2 separate regions of the Ovis aries genome follow, and region 2 is linked to region 1. The links are chromatin contacts, called in public Hi-C maps. All regions are on one chromosome and are shown on one strand. The core of a region is the stretch at or near the end of the contact, and the rest is flanking DNA. Distances in the headings are between cores, read along the strand shown.

Region 1 (6,062 bases), core at 2,189-4,688:
AAGGAGGAGCCAGACATCAAAGTCCATCTTTAGCAATTCTACAAACCACTTTCTTGTTAAGGCATCCCTGTCCCCAGTTACAACCACAGGGACTAGATTACAGTCTAGTCACTCTCCAAGTTCACCATGAACAAAAGAACTCTTCTTCTAAACCCTTAGGCTGTTCTTCCCATGGAGTATTTTCAGAGAGTTCTGGGAATGACCTCTTCCTCTCAGCTGGGGGGCAAGTCAAGAATGGACACAGGACACTCTGACAAAGGCAGACTTTGAGCCAGACCTATCCCGGGAGGCAAAGAACACACTTCTCTTCAGTCATCTCCCAAAATGAGAGTAAAAAAATCTCTAGGTATTCTCTCTGCAACTCAAAGGGGAGAAACCCAGGGAAATTATGTCAGCTGGAAGCCCCATTGTGGAAATTTCAAGTCCACCAGGCTAACCACAGTCAGATGGAAGGGTCTCAAATAGGTATAAGCCTTTGCTTTAAGACCTCAGTAAAGAGGCCTAAATTGTGTGACTAGCCAAATGAGCAGCAAATTTATTTGCTTGGGGAAATTACACTGCCCTGCTCTAATTAGAGCTCTGCTGGAACAGAGTTTCTAGAAAGTGTTGAGATATCGTATTTCACTGAGCAAGAGTTTTAATGACTAAAGTGGGCCCACAAAATCATATTAGAAAAGCCATTTAGAGGAATAAATTTCCACAAATCAAACCAAAGCAAAATAAAAATAAACTAAGTCTACCATATTTTAGTATTTACTATATACATATGTTCACCAAATATACAATATGTTTCTAGTTCACTCTGAATTGTCTTAAGATGTCAATAGCAGCAAGGAAGACTGTAACACTAGCTCAAAAGGATTCCTAGAGAGCCTAAGAAACAAGGAATACAGTGCCTCAGAAATATAGCTTTAAGACCAAAAAAAAATTGTTTTATAAGTAAAAGAAACTTGGAACACAACTCTAAATTCTGTATTTGTTGAATCAGTGTTAATAAGTTCAAGCTCGTTGGGCTTTCTAAAACCAACATGCTAAAACAAACAAATGGAGGCCAAGAAAACATACATAGAGGAAATACTTGTGGGCCCCAAACATGAGTTTAGAAATCAAATAGCGTTACGAATAAGCATAGAACTATTGTTATGTCACCCAAGAATAAAGACATGAAATGACCTACGTATAAAAGTTCCCAGTCATTGACATCATATTCCAAGACAAAAATATCAAAATAACTAAATGCTTCTCACACATGGGAGCCACACCTTAAACATGCAAAGAAATTCAAACCAACTTAGGTGGCTATAAATGACAGAGGAAGCAGCTGCTGTTAAAAAAAGCTTGGGGTTTCTTAATAGCTCATGTCAGCAGCCACTTAAAAAAATAGGGCGATTTTTTAAATGGTTAGATACAACTCTCTTAAGCAACTATCCATGGCGAAATAGGAAAGCTGAGACAAATTTGTACACTGAGGAATACAACGGTATTAGGAGAAAATTGCTTCCCACCCTCTTACTAATTTAGCAAGTAAGAATGTATCAGCCTCAGACTGGTCAGTATGTAAGCAGCAGGCAGTAATTTTTGTTTTCTCCCCTGCCTTTCTGAAGAATTTAGAATGCATTTAATATTACCTGTTAACAATCATTTATATCCACTGCCACCAGGCATATGTCTGGATAGAGCTGGGACAGAATACCCATGTGCTGTGTCTCATGTTAGTTGAAACCGTTATTGAGGAGATAGAAAAATGGAGGGTGGAAAAAATCACACATGTGCAGAGACTATTTACTATTCACTTTCTACCCTCAACAAATCTAACGCCCAGCTTTGGTTTGACAATTTCTGAAAGACAGCCATCTCTACATCTCAAGCAGTGAATGCAAATTGTCTCTTCAGTTATCCCCTTGATCTAGACAGATGATGACTCCATTTCTGGTTAAAATACACGAATAGGTGGGGGACTCTGTGGATAGCCAATTTGAAAGCTGGCTACAGGTTGGCTACATAGACTGCTCATTTTAAGAAAATGTCTGAAAATTTCCAGTTACAAAGAAGATTAACTCAAGGGTGCTCATTCATACCTTACAGATTAAAGATGCTGTTTGCTATAATTTTTATCAGGTCAAGAGGAAGAAGAAATTTGAGAGCAAAGCTGTTTGTGAGTTTATTTTTCCTAAGAGTGGTAGAAACTGCTGGACTGCCCCATGAGACTCACCAGATGATTCTGTATGCATTACTCTAGTCAGGAGGTGGCTGGAGCCATCATAACTGATTGTGACTCCTAAGGACACTGGCATATCTTTACATTCAGGGAAAATTAAAAGTATTGAGGCTGATCAAATCAAAGTTGTACCTAAATTCTCCTAGGAACATTCCAAAAACTAAGAAAGCAGGAGAAATAAAATATATATAGTCCCTAACTAGAGCACTCAGATATCATGCAACCTCTTCAATCTCACTGAAATGAAACCAGAAAACAGGGGAAAAATGGAAAGGCGAGGAGTATTTTGGATTCTCCCTCAATGCCCCATTCCTACTGTTCTATTCCTACTAGTTGTCCCCGAACCAGAAAATGACATCAGAAATGTGAACACAACACAGCACATGAGCCCTGATGAAGGTCAGGCTTTGATGAAGGTAAAAGAAGGAAGAGGCGAAATATGAGATTCCAGTTATGAGCCCACAAATAACTGTGCCCTGCCATGCATAACCCCTACATTCTTAAACCATTCTGTTCAGCCAACCTACAAAGGCAGCTTGAATTCCCAGGCCCCTGGTGCTGCCAAGCACTCTGCATTTACTGCAACAGTCTCCCCATCACCACCCCTGCCAGTGATGTAGCAACCTAACCTCGTGGTGCTGCCAGACTTGCTTCCTGACATGCGTTTTGTTGAGCTCAAATACCTACAGAGGCCCGCCAGTGTCAGGCACCATGCTCAGCACTTTTCATGCGTTACCTCCTTTCATCCTCACGACAGGACTATGAGTTATATTCTCATTCTTTCCACTTCACAGAAGAAGAAACTGAGGCACAGAATAGTTTAGTAATTTACCCCAAATTACACAGCTAGGATGTAGCAGAACACTTACACCCTCATTTGCTTTAACATCAACCAAATAAAGTCCAAGCTCTCCAGCCTCACCATCAAGCATCTATCTTTCCAGGCTTATTTCCTTTTCTTCCCCTTTGTTTCTTCCTTACAGCCTGGCACAGAACAATGCAGTTCTCTCAACGAATATGTACTGACTGAATTAAATGTCCAACTTAATGAACGATCAGTCAATTTTTATTTCATTCAAGCATGGTTCCTATTTTCAATGCCATAGGGAAAAAATTGTTTCAGCTTCTGCCCAGGAAATCTAATCTTTGAACATGACTCTAGGCAACAAAGAAATTGCACAAGAACTTGTTAGGTTAATTATTTATCTCCTCACTGTCACCAACGGCTTCCAGGCAAGGTAGTAGTAACTTGTAACAGTAGTGTTACAAGTCACACTGGAGTGGGGCAAGGTTGTTGAATATGAGTCCCCAATCCAGGAAACAAACTCCTTATGATATACCCTTTTGTTCCTTGAAAGAAAACTTGACAGATCTATCATAGGGTGATCATACTGGCAGGAGCCTTGAGTACTTAGAGCAAAACTGATTGTTTTATATAAATTAGGTTTTACTTGGTAGCAACAAGTAGGATAAAGTAAAACCCACACTTCATTCATATAGTGCTTTGCAGGATATAAAGCACTCACACATAACCTCTGATATCATCCCCACAGCAACATTCTGAGGCTTTGTTATTGTCCCCATTTGGCATAGGAGGAAACTGAGATACAAAAATAATGAGAAAAGTACCCCAAACCACAAAGCAGACAAAAGACAAGAGCCCCAAGTCTCCTCTCTCCAAGTCCAATCTGAGGGTTCTAGGTGGGAAGAGCAGTTATTTTCTCACAGACCTTTCGCTCTACACAGAGCAGCTTCCATGACAAAGACAGATTCTGCCCAACTCATTCCAAGAATCCAAGCTGAGGAGTGGAGGTTCTCAAGAAGATCCAGGGAACAGCTGGCAACAGGGCCCTTCTGTCAAGGTTTCTCTGGGCTTAAGACACTAGCTCTGTCAATTGTGCACAATAAGTAACGGTTCTTATTACTTATAAGATCCCTTCTTCCTCCTTATCCCCCTTCCTCCTGCCCACTCCCAAAATACCTGAACAATCGAGAAGCAGAAAAGAAGAAAGTAGTAACACCCACACTCATCGCTCCTGGTTTTCTACAAATGCTGCAATAAGCACAGGGAGCAGAGCCTTCTTACCTTAACCCGGGGAGGGGGATGAGGAAGGGAATGGTGATGGTTCATGCTGTGTGTCAGCTTATAGGGTGTGTTTGGATGAGATTAATGTTTAAATGGGTGAACTTCGGGTAAAGCAGATTGCCCTCCATAATACAGATGGGCCTCATGCAATCAGTTGAAGGTCTGAGTAGAACAAAAAGACCAGCCTCCCCAAGCAAGGGGCAGTTCTCCACCATACTGCCTTAAGACTGGATCTGCATCCATTCCAGTGAGAGCTGCATCAGCTCACCTGGGTCTCCAGTCTGCTGGCCCACATAGCAGATTTTGGACTTCCCACAATCCCATGAACAAATTCCCTATGAAAAATGCCATATACATATATATAAAATAGTGTGTATGCATGTGTATATGTGTGTGTGTGTGTGTATATATATATATATATATATATATAAAATCCCCTGGAGAAGGGATAGGCTACCCTCTCCAGTATTCTTGGGCTTCCTTGGTGGCTCAGAAGTAAAGAATCTGCCTGCAATGCAGGAGACCTGGGTTCAATCCCTGGGTTGGGAAGATCTCCTGGAGGAGGGCATGGCAACCCACTCTGGTATTCTTGCCTGGAGAGAGAATCTCCATGGACAGAGGAGCTTGGTGGGCTATAGTCCATGGGATCACAAAGAGTTGGACATGACTGACTGAGCAACAAAGCACACAGCATATATATCTGTTGCTGCTGCTGCTGCTAAGTCGCTTCAGTCGTGTCCGACTCTGTGCGACCCCATAGATGGCAGCCCACCAGGCTCCGCCGTCCCTGGGATTCTCCAGGCAAGAACACTGGAGTGGGTTGCCATTTCCCTCTCCAATGCGTGAAAGTGAAAAGTGAAAGTGAAGTTGCTCAGTCGTGTCCGACTCTTAGTGACTCCATGGACTGCACCCACCAAGCTCCTCTGTCCATGGGATTTTCCAGGCAAGAGTACTGGAGTGGGGTGCCATTGCCTTCTCCGATATATATATACATATAGACACACACACACACACACACACACACATATATATATATATATATATGTACCTCATTGATTCTGTTTCTCTGGAAATTCATGACTAACAGGGAGAATACCAATTGGCAATGGTGCAATATTGTAGGAGCAAATTTTTGCTCACAGATGAAGAAAGATCCCTGAGATGATGAAGAGGAACTCAGAGATAGGATGTGGTGTCCATGTGGAGGAAGTACTGAAGTATAAGTACTCTGTGGAGCTGCTGGAATTGAGAACACCTTTGCTAAGGGAGAGCTAACATTTTCAGCTATACAAGGAGAAAGTTTATTATTCTTAAAAATTATATGTAAAAAATGTGGTATAAAGCTCACTTTGGTTATAAAAATACCACTAGAAAACACATTTGACAATTTTTATCAAATTAACCTTTTTGAAAGATGGCAAGATTCACATTACAAAAGAGGAGTAACTTTCCCATTTTGCTTAATGTGTGAAAGAATCAAGAGGCCACCACCATACTTTTAATAAACAGTATACTGGGAAGCAAAAAAGTTTTAACGACAGAGCAAAGGAAAAATACAACTTCATATTTGTTTCAGATATGTAATTTCAGCAAACACATCTATTAAAATACATAATCTCATCAGCTGCACTAAAGTTTATTTTTAAACAGATATTCAAAATATTTAAGCCCTAATCCTATCACAGCTGCAGCTGGATCATCAATTGTCAAGTTACAGGTTTACATTCATTCTCACCAAAATATCTGCATCATTACAGT
Region 2 (5,868 bases), core at 2,054-4,553, 65 kb after region 1:
CACATCTATCTTTAACTAAGATGTATTACATTTAGATGTAAAGAAATTCTTCCCAAACTTAAAATTCTCACTTTATAAAGATATAAATAAAATCCCAATATCCATCGATGAGGAAATAATTACCTTGTTATGTTAATTACATAGGTGAGTGTGTTCTGTGCTGTATAGGGTGATCAGCTTGTCCTGATTTGCCTAGAATCTCCTGGTTTTAGTACCAAAAGTCCCATATCCTTGAAAACCCCTCAGTCTTGGCAAACCAGGAAGATCAGTCCCCCTAACGCTGTAAGAAAAATGATGTGTATTGTGTGAAGGGGAAAACAGAAGAGACACAGTTACAAATGCAGAAGTGCTCAATGCGAAGTCTATTTGCAGCAATAGCTCCTAGTTCCTTTTCATAGTGAAAAAAGAAAAAAAAACTAAACCCCACACTTGCCTCTCCCTTCCTCCTTTCTTTTAACTCTCCCAAAACAGAGCTCGGAAAAGGCATTTTCCTCCTCTTGCATGACAGAGATGTCAGCGAGGGACTGACTACTGAGGAGGTGACCACCATCGCCAGCAAGCTCCTGCACCCAGTTTCAGCAGGACAGGAAATGCCAATTCTTTCATATACACATGAAACTTAACTATTATAAACCAGTTATGTCAATTAAACAAATTATAAAACTCAAAAACAAAAATCTAAATAATAAAACAAAAAAACCCAAGACAACTAGTGATTCAGGTTATTAACACAAGAATGTGTCTTCATACTAAAAGTCCAAGAACTTTGACAAAAACAAGATCCACCTTGCAAACAGGGCATTAAACAAATGAGAGAGAATTAACACGTGATTGTTTTAATACACAGCTGAGTGGAGAGCGAGGCATTTCTACAAACTCGTAAGGTCCAGATCTGAAGCAGGTGGTTCCCTACCATAACGGTGAAGCAAAGCTCCTGTAGTAGGAGTTTAAGCAAAGGATTTTAAGCCTCTGATGAGGTTAAGAACCAGCTTCTAAGAATTTAGAGTTTCAAACTGAAAGGTAAGACTATATAAGGCAAGAAAGACCACACAGTTCCTGGACCTAAGGCCTCCCAGAAACCATAATTGTTCACCACTCTACCCCACCCAGTCCACCTCCTCTCCCTCAGGCTTTGCCCCATAGGCTGTCAACTTCTAGGTGTCCATGAATCTTAGAACTCCTTAGTTTCCTGTTATGCAGCAGGAGATGGAATCAAATAAACATTATACAACCCTTTCTTGCCCTCCACAGTGAGACTAGTTTGTTGGGGGAAGGGTGGGGATGTATTCAAAAACACTTTAAAAGAGAAACTCTTTGAAAAGTTCTACTCGGACAAGTCCTGGAGAATAACTTTCTAAAATCAAAAAATACTTTTCACCAGGGTTGATCCTGATTTAGCAGAGGATGCCTTCTTGTCAGCCTTTCAACACAGCTGATGACAAGACAGCAGGAGATATCAACCATCCCTAGAAGAAAGGACAGAAATCTGGAAGGCAGGAGACAGGAGTGCATCTCTGCCCTACAAGTCCAAGAGCTGTGTCCTTGAGGAAGACTTGCTTCTCTTGTCTAGACCTCAGTTTCTTTGTTAAAAAATTAAGGATTTGGGTGAAGATCACCTTTGGCATCCCTTCCAGCTCTAAAGTTCTATGTAAAATTCTTTTGTGTATGTGAAAATGACAACACCTATTAGAAGCATTTTGTGTACTTTGAAGATGAATATTTAGAGATTAACAGAGAAGTAGAGTAACTTGCAATGGCAAAAGATAACATGACCAAGGCAGACTAAAATCGAAAGATTTAAAACAAATGTCTAACAGTTGTCAAAGTATGTGACTAAAAGGTGGGGGGTTGGGGGTAGGGCTAAACTAATATCAACTTACAAGTACTCTTAAATGCTCTGGAACCAATGGAAACAAATAGATTCATCACTACCAGCTGCTCCTCCTGCTAAATTTAACGATAAGGTTCATTTTAATTCAGTGATCCCTCCCCCATATAAAAAGAAAATTTTTAAAGCCTGTAAATACAGAAAGCAAAGCAAAACTTTGACTCTAAAGGCAGGAGAACAAATTACTGTGGTGATTGATTGCACTTAAGTCTCAGGAAGTTCTGGCTAGATACTGAGGACAGGGAGGCACCAGATGCAACCCACTTGAGAAGTATGAGATGTTTAAACACCAAGGGCTGGCATGTTTGACCGCCTGTGTCAAAGTCAAGTCTGCCTCTCCGCCTACCAGGACCTCAAAACAATGTTCATTTCACTATCCATGAATAAATGGCAAAAGAAATAAAAGGAAGCTGTTTCCTTTTTTCGTAGGAGGAGTTACAGAGTTTTGTCATACAACTTGGCTGGGCGCTTGTGTCAATGCCCTCAGAGCAGCAGCGTCCGAAAAGGTAGGGGTGTCTCGTGCCTCAGACCTCCAGCGAGGACTGTCAACCGAGCTAGCAAACATCCCCACCTCTCCAAGCAAAGGGCTCTAGAGCTACCCCGTGCTATGGCTTAGCCGGAAAGCGACAAAGCTCATCAACACAGGCAGAGGGTAGCCCACCGACTGTGAGTGGAACCCCGGGCCGAACTTCACCTCCTCTAGGGACAGCCGTGCCTGAGATCTCCATCGTGCACGACGCACACACAGCCCCTGGGCTACCAAAGAGGAAGTCAGGGTGTCACGTCAAAAGGATAAAGACAGCCCGACCACACGAGAGCCACGGTCTGGGCCGGTCTCCAGCTTGGCTGGGAAAAGGGTCCCAGGCTGCGATCCTTCTCCCTCTCCATCCACCTTCCTCTTCCCGGCGGCGCGCATCAGCCTCTCTCCCGCCCGCCCGGGCTGGAGGAGCCCAAGCTGCGCAGCGCCGGAGGAGCACCTCGAGCCTCCCCTCCCCCTGCCCAGCCCGGGCCCGTGGACAACGCACCCCCGCACGCCAGCTAGAGCCCCGCCGCCCCTTCCCCAACCCCCGGGGCGCCCCAGCCGCCGAGCCGAGCGCGCAGTTCCGACGGCCCAGGGCGGGGACCGAGCCGGGGAGGAGGGCTGCAGCCGCCGGCTTTCGGAGCAGCCGGCGGCCGCACACACTCCTCCCCTTCGCCGCGAGTAAACAGCTCGCGGGCGCGCTCCGTGCCGCGCCCCCATCCCCCTGCCGGGGCTCCGCGCCGCCCTGCGCCCGCGCGTCCCGCCCGCCGGCGCCGCCGCCCCCTACCTGGTCGGTGAGTTTGAGCACTGCCATTCTTCCGCTCCTTCGCGCGCACACACATACAGGTCCCCGGTCCGCAGATGTCACGCCAGGAGCCGGGGAAGCGGAAGGGATTGCCAAGGGAAGGGAAAAAAATCTGGCTCCCGAATTTGACAGCCCTCCCCCTGCTCCTCCTCCTCCTCCGCCTTCTCCTCCTCCTCCCGCCGAGAGGCTGACACTGGCTAGTAGGGTTTGCAGCCGAGCCCGCCCGCCTTTATACAGGAAGTACCGGCTGCTGCCAGCCGGGCCGCCACTGACATCACCGCGCGTTGCCTCGCTCGCCGCCGCGCCGCCTGGGCCGACGCTGCCTCCTGCCGCCCGCGGGCGCGCCTCGCAGCCCGCGGCTCAGGGTGCTCCCCGGCTCCCGCACCGGGCGCGCCACGGTAGGGTCAGACTGCCGCCTGCTTTCCGCACCTGCACACTGCGCGCGGGCTAGCGGGACCGGGCCCCCCGGTCGCCCACGCTGCCCCCCACGCAGAGCGTACACGTTTAGAGGCCCCCGGGCTGGGGAGGGGTGGGGGGTTGCTGATCGTGACCCCTCCCCTCGCCCTGTCTCACACACCGTCCCCCCCCCCACACACACACACACACAACCTCGTGAGCACTCCCTGTGGATACACCCGAGGGGCAATAAAGGCTGCATTCACTTGTAGCCAATTTCAAATCAGGAGATTGGACCACACGCCTTCCTCTAAACCTCTCCCTAGTCCGGAATCCGCCCAGCTCTTCAAATCATCCCACCTGGTCAGGGACCGCAAGGCTGGTGCTCTCTTTGTTTAATACAAGGAGACCCTGACTCATTCTTTAGCTAGTTTTTGTGAAACTCTTGGAGGGTAGGGAGGTGGGGCTCTGGCCCTTTTACCTTGTTCTCCAGCTACCTCCCTGCTAGACACGCAGAACCCCATCGTTAAATTCAAACATTGGGTTTTGATTTGGGGACGAAGAAGATGGAGCAACGTTACAGGAGAAGAAAAGGTCTTGTACTGCTGCGTTAATTGGTTTTTTGAGGGTTTCCACCAGTTGACCCACTCATTTCTACAAAATCCAGTTACCCTACTCTTCAACAGATAGAAGACCCAGCTGTAAAAGAGCATGGGACACACACACAACAGTAGTATATGTAATCATAGTAAAGTGTTAACCAGACCACCTGACCTGCCTCTTGAGAAATCTGTATGCAGGTCAGAAAGCAACAGTTAGAACTGGACATGGAACAACAGACTGGTTCCAAATAGGAAAAGGAGTACGTCAAAGCTGTATATTGTCACCCTGCTTATTTAATTTATATGCAGAGTACACCATGAGAAACACTGGACTGGAAGAAACACAGGCTGGAATCAAGATTGCCGGGAGAAATATCTATAACATCAGATATGCAGATGACACCACCCTTATGGCAGAAAGTGAAGAGGAACTCAAAAGCCTCTTGATGAAAGTGAAAGAGGAGAGTGAAAAAGTTGACTTAAAGTTCAACATTCAGAAAACGAAGATCATGGCATCTGGTCCCATCACTTCATGGGAAATAGATGGGGAAACAGTGGAAACAGTGTCAGACTTTATTTTTTGGGCTCCAAACTCACTGCAGATGGTGACTGCAGCCATGAAATTAAAAGACACTCCTTGGAAGAAAAGTTATGACCAACCTAGATAGCATATTCAAAAGCAGAGACATTACTTTGCCGACGAAGGTCCATCTAGTCAAGGCTATGGTTTTTCCTGTGGTCATGTATGGATGTGAGAGTTGGACTGTGAAGAAGGCTGAGCACCAAAGAATTGATGCTTTTGAACTGTGGTGTTGGAGAAGACTTTTGAGAGTCCCTTGGACTGCAAGGAGATCCAACCAGTCCATTCTGAAGGAGATCAGCCCTGGGATTTCCTTCGCAGGAATGATGCTAAAGCTGAAGCTCCAGTACTTTGGCCACCTCATGTGAAGAGTTGACTCACTGGAAAAGACTTTGATGCTGAGAGGGGTTGGGGGCAGGAGGAGAAGAGGACGACAGAGGATGAGATGGCTGGATGGCATCACAGACTCGATGGACGTGAGTCTGAGTGAACTCCAGGAGTTGGTGATGGACAGGGAGGCCTGGCGTGCTGTGATTCATGGGGTCGCAAAGAGTCGGACACGACTGAGCGACTGAACTGAACTGAACTGAATACTTGTGGAATTTGGAGCAAATGCTTATTCATTCCTGGAGAAGGAAATGGCAACCCATTCCAGATTCTTGCTGCCTGGAGAATCCCCATGGACAGAGGAGCCTGGTGAGCTACAGTCCGCAGAGTCGCAAAGAGTGGAACAGATGGAGAACAGTGTGGAGATTCCTTTAAAAATTGCAAATAGAACTACCTTATGACCCAGCAATCCCACTGCTGGGCATACACACCGAGGAAACCAGAATTGAAAGAGACACATGTACCCTAATGTTCATCGCAGCACTGTTTATAATAGCCAGGACATGGGAACAACCTAGATGTCCATCAGCAGATGAATGGATAAGAAAGCTGTGGTACATATACACAATGGAGTATTACTCAGCCGTTAAAAAGAATTCATTTGAATCAGTTCTGATGAGATGGATGAAACTGGAGCCGATTATACAGAGTGAAGTAAGCCAGAAAGCAAAACACCAATACAGTATACTA

Evidence for each region. A called contact is a pair of places that touch in the nucleus more often than the background predicts.
Region 2: a contact with region 1 is called in a Hi-C map of liver, with 8 times the contacts expected there. The contact joins the promoter of ANKRD44 here to the enhancer-like site in region 1. A contact is called at or near these places in 4 of 16 Hi-C or Micro-C datasets (blood, hypothalamus and liver).

Annotation. Positions count from the first base shown.
Region 1 is chr2:199,557,218-199,563,279 of ARS-UI_Ramb_v3.0, forward strand. All of the region lies in intron 1 of ANKRD44 (ankyrin repeat domain 44), which reads right to left. Among named protein-coding and RNA genes, the nearest start is that of ANKRD44, 66 kb to the right of the region's middle. Within about 2 kb of position 3,439, at least 1 of the 54 cell types and tissues checked has an H3K27ac peak or open chromatin away from gene starts, as enhancers often do. A contact at or near this core is called in liver, where this site is marked.
Region 2 is chr2:199,622,747-199,628,614 of ARS-UI_Ramb_v3.0, forward strand. ANKRD44 (ankyrin repeat domain 44) reads right to left here and starts at 3,304. Exons shown (of 28, transcript XM_042244028.2): 1 at 3,196-3,304. The coding sequence starts at 3,222.